Linked DNA regions of Pelodiscus sinensis: region 2 is linked to region 1. Evidence: chromatin contacts called from public Hi-C data. All regions are on one chromosome and are shown on one strand. The core of a region is the stretch at or near the end of the contact, and the rest is flanking DNA. Distances in the headings are between cores, read along the strand shown.

Region 1 (5,859 bases), core at 3,209-5,708:
ATGACCTTTGATGGGTAAAACAACTTTTTTCCATAAAATATTTCCAAAGCTCTTGAAAGGTACGAGCATGAAAATAAAGGAATTAATTAAGTAGGGTGGCACAGATTTCACACAGTAACAGCCTGAGATTAGAAAAAGGAAATTTAAATTAGCAAGGCAAGACAATTAGACAACTTGCCAAGAATGTCTAGGAGGCACCAACAATAAAAGTATTCAAGGTTAAACACACCAAAAGCCCAAACCCAAAGCCACTGGAAACAACAGCCAAAAACAAAACATAACAAAAACACCTTCATTGACTTGAGTGGGCTTTAGATCTGGTCCTTCATGCCAAGGATAACCTTGCACCATTGACAAAAGATGGATGCTATTTTCAGCCCTATACTCAGTGATTTGTAAGTCTGTATATGGAATTGACAAAATATCATCACCTTTAATACATGCTAAAAAGAGCATTCCATGCCTATCGCTAATGGTGACAGCATTCTGTCTGTTCTATTTGCAGGTCACCATTAAAATAATCTGAAGTTGTAAGGCCAGTATGATAAAGGTTTTGACTCCAGGTTTGACAGAATGATTAGCAATAAGAAGCTGATCATTCTTCAGTCATAAATACAGCAACTGGACTATTGGTTCAGATCCCACATTTGGGATAAGACAGGGAAAGGAGGTGCAGGCTACACTCATTTGTGTAAGGAAAAGATACACACCTTAGCAAATGGCTACTCTATCCCATTCAATTCAGCTGTGTAGCAACAGTTTCTTCTCCAAATATAAGGTAACTGGTTTCCGTAGAATGACCTCTGCATACCTGAATTTTGTCTCAATGATCTAGAATTATGAGATTCCCATGCCCACGACTACTCTCATACACTACCTACTTCCCCCTGCCATCCCTTGGCATAACTGGTGGTGGGTAACAGGGGAATGGTGCCAGGGTGTCTCCATCATGCATACAGATTGGTTTTGGACCACCCCACTGAATACAATGCAGGCAAGACTGGCTCCATCATTAAGTACCGAAACATAACAAGACCTAAAGTAATTATATACACACTTGGACATTTGAATATATGCTCAGACAGGCACTCAGCCTACAAATAGTGACATCATTAGGTAAGTCAGCTCTTTTTTGTGTGGATATCAGATGGTCAGTTGACCATTTTCAGGTTTAAGTTAAAAGTAGATGGCTAAAGAATAAAGGGAACATAACTATGTACACAGCCATTTACTCTGTTACTTTTTCTTTATTTTTAATATGGTTCTCCCATACTTTTACTGTTACAGACAGGTCTCAGTTATTAGCAGTCTCTCATTCCCCTGTTAAGTCACCTCACTTGTTTTTACTCCTCCCCTCAAAAAAATCCTCTTTCCTCTCAGACTGGAAGTCAAAAGACTTGACTATGCCACTGAATTACAACCTGAACACATACAAGTCACTTAAATTCTGGGCTTCAGTTTCCACATCTGGAAACAGAGGATAAGAATGCTTACTATTTTGTACACTGCTCTGAGAATTACTGAGCAAAAAGTCAGTGTCAGTTCCAAGTGTTGTTCATTCCCGCCACTGGTCATCTACAGGATGAAGCAAGCTAGTGGAAAGCACATTAAGTTCTCTGAAGCGCCCCTTTATTCACATTTGTGCACAAAACTCTTACTGAATTCAATGACATATGAACTAGGGGTGTGAAAGGTTAACCAGCTAACCGGTAACATCACCTTAAATGGGTAATGCTTACTGGCTCTGGTTAACCACAGAGACTAGAGCAACTGTTCTTCCCCCCCACCCACCCCCGTGCAGGGGGCTGCTCTAGCCCCATGGGGCCCAATGCATGCAAGGACTGCTCCAGCTGGTGCCCCCCCCCCCCTTCAGGTTACATGCTGGCAAGAACTTGGCTCCCAAGAAAGCAGCTTCTCTGTGACCAGGCTAACAGCTCCATTCCCAGGAAGCTGAGCCAGCAGGGTCTGGTGGCCCTGTTCCCAGGGAAGCTTCACTTAGGACTCTGCAGTATAAAGCTTATTTAAGTTTTAGATGGCAGAGCCCACAGCATGTGTAACTGCTAGGGTTTTCAGCTGTTACATAGTTACCTTTTTAATCAACTGTTTACATCCCTAATAAAAGCAAGTTCTAGGGTTCCCTTCCCACATGAACTGAGGCCTCCCATGGCAAGAATTTTACAACTGATGAGCCACAGTTCTGTGGGAAGGAGTGCAAATGCAGAAAAGCAGAACTGGAAGCAGCAGATCAAGGAATAACGTTCCAAGTGCAACCATGTTCAGTGCAGCTCTGCCACAAAATATTGCTAAAGAATTCTGACTTGTTTGTGCTATGTCACAGTATTTACAGAAAGGTTACAATGGAAAGCTGAGCTCTCTAAATATTTACAGTTTAAATGTAAACTTCTACATGTATCATTTTTAGAAGTCATAAGGGGACATTTTGCAATGTACAAAATGATGCTAAATGATAAAAAAACAAAATTAAAAGCCACTAACAGTTAACCTTTTTATATATTATCTAAAAATATAAAGTAGGTCACGGATATTCAAGACATCAGCAATAAAGCCTTTGTGAAGCAAGCTTACAACAATTCATGAAGGCCATCAGTAGATGGATGGGTGTTTCCACTCCCGAACATCTGATTCAATTATGCACCAGAGAATTTGAGGATTTATCAATACTATACCTGCTTTTACGTAGCCAATTATTCCACCTGATGCAACCAATGCTGCATAGCCAAAGCCTATCCAGTCCAAACCCATTCTGGGAACATAACAAGGAAATCAGAATTATATTAGTTCTTTTCATTCCTTCCTTCCAGTTTATACATCAACTTTCTACAATTTAAGATTCATTTTAACTTACTTTAATGTTCACACAGATATTAACTTGATAACACTTGAAACAGATGTTCTTATTTATAATGTACAATTTATGTATAATGATTAAAGGTTGGGCAACAGCAAAACAAACTTCCTATACTGCTCTGTTTTTAGGCAAGTTATTGGCATTCATTGAAAAACAAAAGCGGTAAGGAGTCCTGTGACACCTTATAGACTAACCGAAGTGTTGGAGCATAAGTTTTCGTGGGCAAAGACATGCATCTGACGAAGTGGGTCTTTGCCCGTGGAAGCTTATGCTCCAACACTTTGGTTAGTCTATAAGGTGCCACAGTACTCCTTGCCGCTTTTGCAGATTCAGACTAACACAGCTACCCCTCTGATAATTGAAAAAAAGAACATACATACACCACAACTTAAAACCCTAAGAACATGAAAGCACCCTTATATCAGTGTATCTGGATGCAAAGGTAAAGGCAACCCATAGGAATGGGTGAACTGTTCTGGACTGACTGACAGACTATCAAACACATTAAGTACAGAATATTGAAGTAGATTTTAAATGAGTTTGATGAAAATTGAACTAAATTGAATTAAAGCCCAAAGAGAAGGATTAGATCGCTCCAATGTGTTAGGAAGTTGGTTCAGTGCAGTGTGTATTTCTAATGGTTTCAGACAGCAGCACTGAAGTTGCTCCTCAATAGAAGCCATTGGTAATGTTTCCATGTCAAGCATCCTAAGTAAGTCTATAATAAAAATGTAAGAGGTAACAAAACTCATTGTCCAGCTCTAGCCCAGAACATCCCTGAAACAGCAGAGCTGGGCCATGATGCCAGATCAGATGCGTATCTGGACTTTCTGCACCTTCAGGGGCATCCAGATCTAGGTTTGGATTCAGCCCAGTATGCACAGAGGGGGCCAGCCCCTATTCTGGAGCCAAGCTTCCCCATAGTGTGGGAAAACTCAGAGATTGGGGGGGCTGATTCGGGCTTGTTTCTGTAAGAAGACCCCTTGCTGCGATCACCTAAGCGGGGTGCAGTGACTACAGGAAAGCATCAGAGGGGTAGCCAAACGAGTCTGTAACAGGAAAAACTTAAAAAGCAACAAATAGTCTAGTAGCACCTCGGAGAATAACAAAACGTGTAGATGGTATCACGAGCGTTAGTGGGCAAAACCCACTTCTTCAGATGACCAGAGTATTAAAAGTCCAGATCCAAGAATAAATAAGGGGGGGGAGGGGAGGAGAAAAAAAAAAGGAGAAGCAGTTTGCCAGCCCGACGCTTGCAAGTAGGGAACAGCCCCGCTCTGGCCAGAGGGGAACCCCCCCCACCACCTCGAGCCCGGGGTCCCCAACTGCAACCCAGCGCACACTCCTCGCCCTGCGCACTGGCACCTTCGCCCGCCCCGCAGAACAAACCGGGCGCCCCGCGCACTGACCTGCCCAGGCGCCCAAAGAGCCACCGCGGAGCCGCAGCACCAGGGGGCGGGGCGTCCCGACCTTCCACCCCCGAACCTTGCGGGGGGGGGAGGAGGGACGAGCCAGCCAATCAGAGCCGCGCCCGGAGTAGCCGGCTGGGGAAAGTGTGGCCGGGCCCCGCACAGCCCGGGGTTTCCCTCCCTTTCTGCCCAGGGGCGCTCTGGTCACTACCCCCGCCCCCAGCAGCCGCGCGCCTCTCCCAGCAAGTCTCCTCCCCGCGTGGGGCGGGCAGGCCACAGGCTCCTCCCCCTCTTCCCCGCGTGCATCAGGCTGGCAGCCGGGCGGGGTGCGCGAGACTTGGGGGGAGGGGGAGGAACACTTGAGTTCGGGCTCGTGTTTCCTTAGCAGGAGCCTCCCTCTGCAGGCGCCGCAGGGAGAGACCAGAGGGAAGGGAAGTGGCGCCCGGTGACAGCGCGTTTCCCTGCCCCGCCCGCGGTCCCCGTCCAGGATCCCCCTGAGCCCGCGGGGAGGGAAGGGGCAGGCTCGTCCTGTGACCCTTGGGAGCGGCGCACACCCCTGCGGGTCCCGCTGCGAGCGGGGCTAGAGGTGCAAGGAACAGAAGCCAGGACTGTGCAGCCCTCTAAAGACTAACAAGATGGCTTATTAGGGGAAGACTTTGTGAGAGAAATGGTTCAAGGGGAACCTCCTGAATGCTCCCCCCCCTCACCCCACGACGGGGAAGAGACGGAGCACTTTGGGGTGGGTCACTTTTCCGCCTCTTACCTTGCTCACAAGCAACCCACCACAATGGGTGCAACCGTGATCAACAGCTCGTGGGCCAGGGTGTCTGGGGCATCTGATCGCTTCTCAGCATGTCTGTTCCTCGGAAGCAAATCTCCTGGATGTGCTCCGTAAGATAAAACGGGGGCTTTCATATAGACTGGTCTTACTGCGATAAGAACGTGCTATCAGCGTACAGCACTGGACATGTTTCAGTTAAGCCTTTAGCTTGAAGACTCCACTTTTTTAACATATATCTTCAGCCTCCACCATGGTTATTTACACTTGCTAAAATATGTGAGCCCGTGGGGAAAAAACGGTTGGCCTGTCACTGCATACCCCTCAAAAATAAGGGGAAAAAAAAACCTGAGAGATTTTAGTGAAGGGTTTCTGTTTTTAAATGTCACTTCAAGAATGTTATCAGTAACTTTAGAGACTACAGTTTGCCATAGGAGATACATTTCAGTCTTAACTAGGACAATTGCTTCTGTACTGTCTGGCTCCTAACATAACATTTTTGTCTAATGTCCAACTTTGGGCCTATAATCAACACATCATGACATAGTTTATTATTCCTAGGGAAATTCTTACAAAAAATTCTGTAACAAATTTTAATTTTTTTGTTTAATTTATGCAAAATTCTGTATTTTGTCAAAATAACACAATATAATCACACCACTTTCCATTATTTTTGTTCACTTATTTCAAGACACCTGTTAGCAAATATGTCTGTAGTAATACAAACAGAAAATTCAGAAAGTGTTTTTTCTAGGCACATTAATACAAAACTCTTGAGTAATAATTTATTTAAACTACAATAC
Region 2 (6,024 bases), core at 1,887-4,386, 190 kb before region 1:
AGGGTGGCTATAGGGCAATAGCAGGGTGCTCTAGGGGCTGAGGGTGGCTATAGGGCAATAGCAGGGTGCTATGGGGCTGAGGGGTGGCTATAGGGCAATAGCAGGGTGCTATGGGGCTGAGGGTGGCTATAGGGCAATGGCAGGGTGCTATGGGGCTGAGGGTGGCTATAGGGCAATGGCAGGGTGCTATGGGGCTGAGGGTGGCTATAGGGCAATGGCAGGGTGCTATGGGGCTCAGGGTGGCTATAGGGCAATGGCAGGGTGCTATGGGGCTCAGGGTGGCTATAGGGCAATGGCAGGGTGCTATAGGGGCTCAGGGTGGCTATAGGGCAATGGCAGGGTGCTATGGGGCTGAGGGTGGCTATAAGGCAATAGCAGGGTGCTATGGGGCTGAGGGGTGGCTATAGGGCAGTAGCAGGGTGCTATGGGGCTGAGGGTGGCTATAGGGCAATGGCAGGGTGCTATGGGGCTCAGGGTGGCTATAGGGCAATGGCAGGGTGCTATAGGGGCTGAGGGTGGCTATAGGGCAATGGCAGGGTGCTATAGGGGCTGAGGGTGGCTATAGGCCAATAGCAGGGTGCTATGGGGCTGAGGGGTGGCTATAGGGCAATAGCAGGGTGCTATGGGGCTGAGGGGTGGCTATAGGGCAATAGCAGGGTGCTATGGGGCTTAGGGATGGCTATAGGGCAATAGCAGGGTACTATAGGGGCTGAGGGTGGCTATAGGGGCGGAGGGTGGCTATAGGGCAACAGCAGGGTGCTATGGGGCTGAGGGTGGCTATAGGGCAATAGCAGGGTGCTATGGGGCTGAGGGTGGCTATAGGGCAATAGCAGGGTGCTCTAGGGGCTGAGGGTGGCTATAGGGCAATAGCAGGGTGCTATGGGGCTGAGGGGTGGCTATAGGGCAATAGCAGGGTGCTATGGGGCTGAGGGTGGCTATAGGGCAATGGCAGGGTGCTATGGGGCTGAGGGTGGCTATAGGGCAATGGCAGGGTGCTATGGGGCTGAGGGTGGCTATAGGGCAATGGCAGGGTGCTATGGGGCTCAGGGTGGCTATAGGGCAATGGCAGGGTGCTATGGGGCTCAGGGTGGCTATAGGGCAATGGCAGGGTGCTATAGGGGCTCAGGGTGGCTATAGGGCAATGGCAGGGTGCTATGGGGCTGAGGGTGGCTATAAGGCAATAGCAGGGTGCTATGGGGCTGAGGGGTGGCTATAGGGCAGTAGCAGGGTGCTATGGGGCTGAGGGTGGCTATAGGGCAATGGCAGGGTGCTATGGGGCTCAGGGTGGCTATAGGGCAATGGCAGGGTGCTATAGGGGCTGAGGGTGGCTATAGGGCAATGGCAGGGTGCTATGGGACTGAGGGTGGCTATAGGGCAATGGCAGGGTGCTATGGGGTTCAGAGTGGCTATAGGGCAATGGCAGGGTGCTATAGGGGCTCAGGGTGGCTATAGGGCAATGGCAGGGTGCTATAGGGGCTGAGGGTGGCTATAGGGCAATGGCAGGGGGCTGAGGGGTGGCTATAGGGCAATGGCAGGGTGCTATGGGGCTGAGGGTGGCTATAAGGCAATAGCAGGGTGCTATGGGGCTGAGGGTGGCTATAGGGCAATAGCAGGGTGCTATAGGGGCTGAGGGTGGCTATAAGGCAATAGCAGGGTGCTATGGGGCTCAGGGTGGCTATAGGGCAATGGCAGGGTGCTATAGGGGCTGAGGGGTGGCTATAGGGCAATGGCAGGGTGCTATGGGGCTGAGGGTGGCGATAAGGCAATAGCAGGGTGCTATGGGGCTGAGGGTGGCTATAGGGCAATGGCAGGGTGCTATGGGGTGGCTATAGGGCAATGGCAGGAGGCTATGGGGCTGAGGGTGGCTATAGGCCAATGGCAGGGTGCTATGGGGCTGAGGGTGGCTTTAAGGCAATAGCAGGGTGCTATGGGGCTGAGGGTGGCTATAGGGCAATGGCAGGGTGCTATGGGGTGGCTATAGGGCAATGGCAGGAGGCTATGGGGCTGAGGGTGGCTATAGGGCAATGGCAGGGTGCTATGGGGCTGAGGGTGGCTATAGGGCAATGGCAGGGTGCTATGGGGCTGAGGGTGGCTATAAGGCAATAGCAGGGTGCTATGGGGCTGAGGGTGGCTATAGGGCAATGGCAGGGTGCTATGGGGTGGCTATAGGGCAATGGCAGGAGGCTATGGGGCTGAGGGTGGCTATAGGGCAATGGCAGGGTGCTATGGGGCTGAGGGTGGCTATAGGGCAATGGCAGGGTGCTATGGGGCTGAGGGTGGCTATAAGGCAATAGCAGGGTGCTATGGGGCTGAGGGTGGCTATAGGGCAATAGCAGGGTGCTATGGGGCTGAGGGTGGCTATAGGGCAATGGCAGGGTGCTATGGGGCTGAGGGTGGTTATAGAGGCTGAGAGTGGCTATAGGGCAATAGCAGGGTGCTATAGGGGCTGAGGGTGGCTATAGGGCAATGGTAGGGGGCTATGGGGCTGAGGGGTGGCTATAGGGCAATAGCAGGGTGCTATAGGGGCTGAGGGTGGCTATAGGGCAATAGCAGGGGGCTATGGGGCTGAGGGTGGCTATAGGGCAATGGCAGGGAGCTATGGGGCTGAGGGTGGCTATAGGGCAATGGCAGGGGGCTATGGGGCTGAGGGTGGCTATAGGGCAATGGCAGGGAGCTATGGGGCTGAGGGTGGCTATAGGGCAATGGCAGGGAGCTATGGGGCTGAGGGTGGCTATAGGGCAATGGCAGGGGGCTATGGGGCTGAGGGTGGCTATAGGGCAATGGCAGGGGGCTATGGGGCTGAGGGTGGCTATAGGGCAATGGCAGGGGGCTATGGGGCTGAGGGTGGCTATAGGGCGGCAGCGGGGCGCTGCCGAAGAGGGGAAGGGGTCCATGGGGTCTGGGTGGCGCTACGCAGCTGGGGGTGGCGATGGGCGGGGTCTCTAGGGGGTGGGGGAGGGGGGCTGGGAACCAGGACTAGCGCCACCCCCGCCCCGCAGCCCCGCCCCGATGCAAACCCTGCGCCGGGCGCTGGCTGCTCCTTGCCCGCGCTGCGGGCCCCGCCGAGCCCGGACACACGGGGGAGGGGCCGCGCACCGCGCAGGCGCCGGCGGGAGGGGGCGGGGCTGGCGGCCGGGCCTCGGGAGCGGCGCTGAGGGCGGGGCAGAGTCGCGCGCGCTGAAATCCGACCCCCCCCCCCAGCTGAGCGGGAGTCCGACCAACGGCCCCCCCCCTCCCCCCCCCCCCGGCGGGACTGGGAGGAGTCGCTGCCCCGAGCGTTGGTCCCGGCCGGGCCGGGGCTGCAGCGGCCGCGCGACGTTGCGCGAGGGGCGGGGTAGCCGAGAGCCCTGCAGGACACGAGCCCCTGTGGCCGCTCCAGGGGGGCATCAGTCATCCGCACCCCCCCCCCCCCCCCCGCGCAGGGGCACAAAGCGGCGCGCCCCTTCCTGGTCCCCGGGGGAGCTTGAGGCCCTCCTGGCCCAATGGGAAGAGGCAGAGGCCCCTCCATGTCCCAGGGCTGCAGCGCTGGCATCTTCCGCCAAATGGCCAAGGCGCTCGCCCACCAGGGTCATCCAGCCCGGACCCTCAAGCAGGTCGGGGCTGAGGTCAAGGAGCTGCACCTGGGCTGTGTCCAGGCCAGCGGGGGCCAGGGGCCGACAGCAACCCCCATTACCAGCGGCTCCACGACATCCCGGGAGAGGCAGCACCCCAGAGACTGTCAGTGCCAGTGGACACCTGCAGGCGCCCAGCGAGGCAGGGGATGAGGAAGAGCTGCCCAGTGGGTTAGAGCAGGAGGAGGACCAGGGGAGCAGTGTGAGCCTCCCCCTAGAGGTCCTTTCAGACAGCCTCGACGTCTCCTGTGCGTCAGCAGAGGCCAGGGAAGGATCCACTGGTGAGTGTTGCACTTTGCACTCACAAGGGCAGGGGGGAGCTAGGCACCTGGGAGGAAGGGGAAAGGCGCGTCACTCAGGCAGCGTGAGTTGCACGCTGTGTACCATACCAGTATGCAGCACGTGCAACCACGTGCAGCCTGGTGACTGAGCAGCGTGTGGCTGCCGCAGGCAGTTCCAGGGCATGCCTGGGACCGTGCAGCTCGCACACATCTGGACCAGGGGGGGAAGGGTGTATGCCGGCTGGAACCAGCCAGCAGCTCAGGCCAGAGCCCACACCTCCCAAAGGGTGCAGCACACAGAACAGCACACTGTTCTATGCCTGGGCTGTGTGGCCCAGCCAGCTGCTTCTGGGAAAACCACAGCGACACAGCCCTGTGAGCGTGGCCCCCACTGAGCCCCTCGCCTGCTCCCGGTGCCTTGGCTGGCCCCATGAGGGAAGGCCCCACTGCGGCCACACATGTCCCTAGGCTACGTGTGTGAGGGCTAGTGGGAGGGGAAGGAGGGAAGCGCTCAGGCCAGCCCTAGGGCCACCTGAGTTTTGCTGCAAGGATGGTGCACTCCCCAGTCACCCTTGGTTCCATCCAGGAGACATCCACATGATGGGGATCTGAGAGCCCCAACCACGTAGGCCATATATGCTCCCAGGCACTGTGTGGAGATTCATCTTGCTCCCTGTCAAACACCATTGATTAGCCCAAAGCCTTACAGCCTCCCCCAGCAGGGAGTTCCACAGGTTAACACCGCCCACCCACACTCACCCACCCCCTGAGGGGCCAGCACACAGACCGCTGGTTACAATACATGGAGGAGCACCTTACTCCAGGGGAAGTCCTGTATGCAAACATACAACACGCGGGGAATAAGTGGGCCCAAGCCACAGTACTGTGGTGTCACCTGGGCTCAGGGGCAGAGGGCATGGGGTGCTTGACTGACCCATCCTTTCCTCTATTCCCTGCAGTGGGATCAAGCAACAGCGGGGGACCCTCCAGCCCTGTGGCAGTGGCAGCACCCCCAACCACCCAGGCACCAAGCCGACTGTTCCGGCAGCTCCAGGCCATCAAACGGATTGAGGCGGCCATCACACGCCAGGTGGATGCAGACCTGGAATGGCGCCAGCAGGCCTGGGGCCACTTCCAGGCCCAGGTCGAGCGCATCGGTGATGCCATCGCCACCCTCACTGCACACATTGGGCATGCTGTGCATTATGGCATGGCATTGCCCCATGCACCCACTATCCCTCCCCTGCCAATGCCCATGCCCCTCCTCCTGTTGCCCCTCCTGCTCCCATGATGCCCCCTCCTCCTGTTGCCCCTCCTGCTCCCATGATGCCCCCTCCTCCTGTTGCTCCTCCTGCTCCCATGCTGACCCCCCTCCTGCTGCTCCTCCTGCTCCCACGATGCCCCCTCCTGATGCACCCCATCCTGCCCAACTCCCCATGCTACCTGCCCCAATGCTGCCTGAACCACACGAAGTGGTCCACCCCCGCAGAGGCAGTCGCAGGGACCACCCCTCCCAGCAATAGCTCCCCACCCTCACAGTTCAGAGCCTCCTCCCCCTCCCAGTTCCCCCATTGTAAATAAAAAGTTCCAGACGTTTTCCCAAAAAAACTATATTGTTTGTTTGTTGGGAGGTAGAGGGAGGGGAGGAGAGAAGGGTTGGGGACAGGAGGGAGATGTCAAGGGAGACAGAGGCGACCCTACTGCGGGGCCTGGGAGAACATCTCCATCAGGGCCTCCCGTATGCGCACCCCATCATGGTGCGGATGGCAGCTGTGTGGGGCTGTTCAAAGGCCTGGTCCTCGCCTGTCATCCATGCCCTTCCACTCCACGATGTTATGGAACACGCAGCCATTATCTCGGGGACGTTCCGCTCACCTATCTCCAGACAGGTGAGCGAACAGCAAAACCGGGCTTCCAGACGGCCGAAGGCGCACTCCACCTGGATGCGGACCCGGTTGAGGCGGTCATTGAAATGTGCCCGGTCGTGGTCTGTCCGCCCTATGTAGGGCCGCATCAACCAGGGCAGCGGGGGTAGGCCGCGTCCCCCACAATACATGTGGGCATGGGCACGTCCCCGACAGTAAATCCCACTGGTGGAAGAAAGTACCCAACTCTAGCCTGCCAAACAAGCC

Evidence for each region. A called contact is a pair of places that touch in the nucleus more often than the background predicts.
Region 2: a contact with region 1 is called in a Hi-C map of an unstated tissue, with 5 times the contacts expected there. The contact joins the promoter of TBC1D7 here to the promoter of LOC102462332 in region 1. A contact is called at or near these places in 2 of 5 Hi-C or Micro-C datasets (blood and an unstated tissue).

Annotation. Positions count from the first base shown.
Region 1 is chr2:108,587,232-108,593,090 of ASM4963464v1, reverse strand. It overlaps LOC102462332 (transmembrane protein 14C-like), which reads right to left and starts at 4,458. Exons shown (of 5, transcript XM_006138755.4): 1 at 4,279-4,458; 2 at 2,688-2,764. The coding sequence starts at 2,763.
Region 2 is chr2:108,779,854-108,785,877 of ASM4963464v1, reverse strand. It overlaps TBC1D7 (TBC1 domain family member 7), which reads right to left and starts at 3,136. Exons shown (of 9, transcript XM_075921237.1): 1 at 3,018-3,136. LOC142827171 (a long non-coding RNA gene) reads left to right here and starts at 3,239. Exons shown (of 2, transcript XR_012901643.1): 1 at 3,239-3,892; 2 at 4,852-5,136.